Linked DNA regions of Columba livia: region 1 is linked to region 2. Evidence: chromatin contacts called from public Hi-C data. All regions are on one chromosome and are shown on one strand. The core of a region is the stretch at or near the end of the contact, and the rest is flanking DNA. Distances in the headings are between cores, read along the strand shown.

Evidence for each region. A called contact is a pair of places that touch in the nucleus more often than the background predicts.
Region 1: a Hi-C map of crop shows a contact between it and region 2, with 2.2 times the contacts expected there. The contact joins two enhancer-like sites. A contact is called at or near these places in 2 of 2 Hi-C or Micro-C datasets (crop and liver).

What each region holds. Positions count from the first base shown.
Region 1 is chr1:78,479,007-78,481,706 of bColLiv1.pat.W.v2, reverse strand. The region is part of intron 29 of USP25 (ubiquitin specific peptidase 25); the gene reads left to right. Among named protein-coding and RNA genes, the nearest start is that of USP25, 210 kb to the left of the region's middle. Within about 2 kb of position 1,401, at least 2 of the 3 cell types and tissues checked have an H3K27ac peak away from gene starts, as active enhancers do.
Region 2 is chr1:78,366,040-78,368,739 of bColLiv1.pat.W.v2, reverse strand. The region is part of intron 31 of USP25 (ubiquitin specific peptidase 25); the gene reads left to right. Among named protein-coding and RNA genes, the nearest start is that of USP25, 320 kb to the left of the region's middle. Within about 2 kb of position 1,314, at least 2 of the 3 cell types and tissues checked have an H3K27ac peak away from gene starts, as active enhancers do.

The DNA.
Region 1 (2,700 bases), core at 152-2,651, 110 kb before region 2:
GAGGGGGAGCCTGTATTCCTTAATGACAGAACTTTCTCAGGGTCATGCCCAGCATGCATGTTTGCTCTGTTGGGCTCAGAAAGGGTATAAATTTGTGCTGCTTACATATTAAAAATATACTGGTTTGTGAATAGGCTTGAGAAATTCTGTTCATTATAAAAGCATAGTAACACTTGCTCTTCCTAGACTTGGAATTGTTCCCAGATCATAATAATTTCAGAAAGTTTATTATGGGTTATTATCTTCCCCAAAGTCTTGCATTTAAGAAGTTTATTTCTTGTTTTGTTGTTCTGTTTGCAAAGTTTCAGTCATTCAGGCAGGGTGGAAATAACATCATGAACTTGAAGCCATCAGCCTATTCAGCCTGAACAGGGTCACTGAAGTAGCACTAAATTAAGAAATGGGTATTGTACCTACCTAGCGTTTTAAGCCAGGCAGTCAAAGGTGATAAAATATATTGTCCAAATTAGAAGTTATGCAGCAATGACAAATGTTTGGTTGTCTGTGGTTGTCTGCTAAGCAGAAAAAATAGGTTCATTTGATGGAGCTGAGTCTGTTTAACAAAACATTTGGTCTCTTTAGAGAGCAGTTTTTGTCCACCTATGTATTGTCCTTACTGATAGAGAGGAAATGAAGGTCCTGCATAAAGCATGTTTACTTCCAGAAATCAGAGCAGAACTTTTTTTTTTCCTCCAGAGCTTTGAATTATTGGAGTCACCAGTGACTTGCTGCAGTTATTGCCCCTTCTAAAATCGGGTAACAAAAGAAACCAGCATCACAGCCATAACTGAAATGATGTAGTTCTGAAAGTAACTCCCTTTCCCAAATGTGCAGCAGCCCCCTTTCACTGCCTTCATGTTCTCTCGCCCGGTTATATGGTGCACATTTATCTGACAGACTAAAATTTGAACTGCACAGAAAGTAAGGCATGGGATCATAAGCTACTGTGAAAAATCAGGGAATTTGGAGATAAACTCTGCTCTCAACATTGCTATACTCCAGTACAAAAAAATCACCCTGAATAATGCTGCATGCTTGTGTTTTAATGGTTTGCACTGCAACACAGTGGTGCCCTGAATGTTACCATTTGCACATTCCCACCTGTCATTTGTGTTTCTGGAAATAGTATCCCTGGTTGCAGTCTGGCCGTTGCCCCAGGTGGTGTCTGACTCTTAACCCAAATCAAACAGTAATTGTTCAGACGCTGTCTGGTTCTCATGCAGTGGACAGGGAAAGCACAGCAGCCTCCTAGTTACCTCTGAGCAAGCCCAGGCAAGGATTTCCCTCAGGAGCTCTTCAGCCTGTTTTCCTCATAAGCCTTTAGGGTAGGGTTTTAGGGTCGCGGTCCCCATTGCCCTCTCTGTTGCTGTAGGGTCCAGCACACTTGATGAGCAGACTGCACACTGTGAAGGGGTGTGATGTAAAAGTGGTACTAGAAAGAGGGCGAGCACAGGCTTTCTTTCTTTCTTACTTTCTTCCTTTTACTGGCAATACCTTGGTAATGTAACTTAACCTAGGGATGGCCAGACTACAACTCTGGAGCTGTAAATGGTTTGCCAGCAGCTGAGATATGGTTGCTAATCCTGCGCTTAAGACCACTGGCAGGATGCAGTTTTTCAGGGTAACTCGGGTCCCCGGCTGCTGAAAGAAAAGTCCAGCAGGTTCCTTGGAGGCTGCCAGCAGAATGGCTGCAGGTCCCAGCTGTACATTCCCCTCGGCTCACTCTGCAGCAGCATTGCTGCAAATTGTGATCATACCCTGCTCACAAGCTGCCCACAGAGCGCCCCATCTGTCAGTTCCTCAACACATGGGACATGGACACAGCCTGGCCTGCAGAATGAGGAATTATCCTCCAAAGGCATTAAAACAAAACCATTGAATACTGATAACTTCTTGCCAACTACTCACTCAAATCTGGTAGCCCTGTGCCTAGGACTGCAGTTCCTGATACTGAAAGAGGTGACAGCCTCCACGCTTATAAAATCAGAGAGGTTCTAGCTTGGATATAAAGACTGAAAATATGACATAAGACTTGAATGTGTATGCAGACAGCAACAAGCACTCTAGGCAGTATGGACTGCCCTGCTTGACTTAACCAAAATACATCACTGCCTTCCAAGGGCAGGATGTGGTATGTGGTTTATGCACAAGACCCCCATTTATTTGGCCTTTTAGCCCGAACTTGCACGGTTGTGAGCTTTGGACCACTGAAAATAGCGACATATATATTGTGGACCTGAGCAACAACCAGTGTCTTCTGTGAACAGGGCAGAAAAGTAACTGCTCTTTAAACAATAAATAAATGGTTCAGTGTTATGAAAACCTACATTCAATGAAAAATAGTTACAGTTATAACTAGTAATTCAATTAAGAAAATAAATTATATGTTCATTTTGGAGAAAAATTTTTAATATTAAGAACTGTTACAGTGAGAACTCTGGTGATGGTGTACCATCTGGAAGAGGGAACCTGCTAAGGAGAGAGATCGCTAGTACCTGTGATTGTGAGTTGTTACTCTCATCTGTAACAGTTTACAGTCTTAATTTTGAATGTAAGGTAGTTCAGCTGTTCTAGTTCACTTTACTAGGTGAGTAAACTAAGAAATACAGCTTTGCACTTTCAGACTTTTGTATGAACCCCATGCAATCTCTGGAAACTCATGTTAATCCTATGGACGACCAAAAGAATCTACTAACATAT
Region 2 (2,700 bases), core at 65-2,564:
TATATTATTGAAAAGCAGTAATCCACCAGCGTATTTCAACTGGAACAGGTAACAGAGGCCTAGATTTTCTATGAAATACTTTGAGCTTCATTGTAATGGCATTCCTGAAGCCAAGCTTGATGGCAATACTTTGGCTTTCCCCCTCTCTCCTTCCAAAGGCTTCAAAATCGTAATTTCTTTCCATCCTGCTTATGTTTCCTCCTTTTACTAGGAATCCTTTGTTAGGTCTTGGTTCCTTTCTCTCATTTCTTATGTGCCTAAGGTCAGTTTCTTTTTCACTGTCCTTGTTTTCTCTCAAACTTTTGTTTTTCCATAAAAATCCAGGTAATTTCTTTTGTTTGTTTGTTTTATTTTTGTGATTTTTTTTTTTCCCCCATCACTGTACTGATCTGTTTTGTATATCTGGAGAAAACATTGCTCTACTTTGTCTTTCTACCTAAAAACTCAAAATCATGAAACAAAAAAGTATTTGAATCTGTACTTGTAGGATAGTGGAAGCCAGCTGTCCAAACAGACCATGTATTTGGTCATAAATTTATTGAAAGATGTGTGTGTTTTATTAATAAGAATGTGCATTTTTTGATATTTTCTTTGCAGTCAGCATAGAGCTGAGTATAGACCCACTTAATCATTCTGAACACTAATATTAGTAGAATAAGAGTGAAGTCCTCTTTTTATAATATATGACATTTTCTTCTGGAAAATTTATTTCAAAAATAAGAAGTTAAGGAAATAAAAGGTGAACAATCTTTGGCTAGAATCTATGGATGAGTTACTTCTAAAGGTAGATATCCTGCAAAGCAGTCCCCATTCACCAGATTACATGATTTTTATATTGCCTGGACTTTGCTGACAAAAACTTTCCTACTCTTACCAATAGAAGCAATTGTTAGATCCCACTTTAAAGGCAATTTAGTCTATATATAATATAGTATGTATTGCCTGCAATGTTTTTGCTGTAGATGGTATCCTGAATTTTTCATAAGTAGAGAAGTCTGCACGCTGTATATTTTTTGTCAAACAATTATGCACAAGATGTTTTCCATTTTTTTAATTTCTTTGTAGTCCTTTAAAAATTTTAATTATTAGCATATATTGTAAAAGTTTAAGTTTATTATGCAATTGAAAGTTACCCAGTAATTTCTGTTTGGGAATTATTCTTAGAAAAAGACAATGACTGGAAATAACACCCATATTTCTCAAATTTGACAAAATTATAGTATACTGAAAAAAGAAACAATATGGGATGATGTGTTTAAAAAAAAATACTTGGGGGATATACCGATCAATGTTGATCTTAGCTGTTAGTAGCAAACTTTGTCCTTTGGTTTGTCATTAAATCGAAGGAAACTGGAATAATTCTACCTCTGAAAAAAAATGGCATTTCCCTCTTACGGAAAAACACAAATATAAAGAATGCTATTGTTTGCTGCACATGTGGCAAACAGTCTGGTTAATATTAAGTTGAAGTTACTGCCATCTGGTGGGGAAAGCTGTATTATATCAGTGCAGTTGGCAGCAGTTCTGTTAGGGTTACTTTGGATGTATGCATGTGAAGATTGTGTGTGTGTATGATACACAACAATACAGAGATACATACAGATATATCTTTAAATAATGTTAGCATTTGAAGTTGATATTAAAAGAATTTGAAAATATACAGTGATATAGAATGGCCCACTGCAACAGAGATTACTCAAGGGTATGAAAATTTGTGAAAGCAAATAAGGAAAACGTAAAAGGTAGAGCAGATAGACAGGCAAAATGTATGTGGTGTTACTGCCAGCGCACCTGCAATTCTGGCCTAGATTAATATAGATAATCATGTACAAAACTTGTCCTGGAAAGATTCCTTTCTGCTTTGCACAGCTGGAGATTTTACATTTTGTGCAGTGTTCCATGTAGCATTTCCCATGTTAGAGATGACCACTAATTTTGCTGCAAAAACAGCTGGGCTAGCTCTGCCTTAGTGTTCCACTCTGTACTTTACATTCACTCTGGTACAGGAAGTTTGCTTCTCCTTGAGTCTTGACATACTTGTGTTTATTACCTGACTCTTGAAGGATCAGCCCAATCGTAATGGGTTGGTATGAGCAGTGCATCACGGGAGTCTGTGGGGCATCTTACACATACAAAATAATTAGGCTGTCTTCTCAAGGAGCTAACACTTTCATGTTAGATGTAACAGTGCAGTCAATAATAGGCAAGGTGGTAATAGAAGAGGAGAGATTGAGTTGGGGGAGGCAGTGTCAGATACCCATCTTTAGTAATAAGTTGCTTGGTAACCATATGAGAATAATAACTAGTATCCAGAACTTGTTCTTATTTCGTTGTTATAGTGTCCAAAGGCTCCAAACAAGATGAGGTCTGCTTTATGTACAAATCTTAGATAGGTTTTTTCTGTGTTGCATGCTATGTTTTTTTCTGGTAGAGAACAGTAGAAGTGGTCCTTTGCTCTTAGTCTGCAGAATAAATTGCCATTTTCTCTGCTAAGTAGGCATGTCCTATCAGGTTTGTATCAAAAGTGTATTTTCAACTGGCATCTTCTCATGCCAGTCAAAGGAAAGTTAGGGGAATCCAAGAGTCTCTTAGGGTGCATAATATGTGTGGTCAAATTCCCAGCACTGCTGTGTTGTCCAAAGCTGTCCAGCTTCTTCTCCAGAGCTGTCAGTGTGCAGGTGCTGAGGTTGGCTGAGGAGG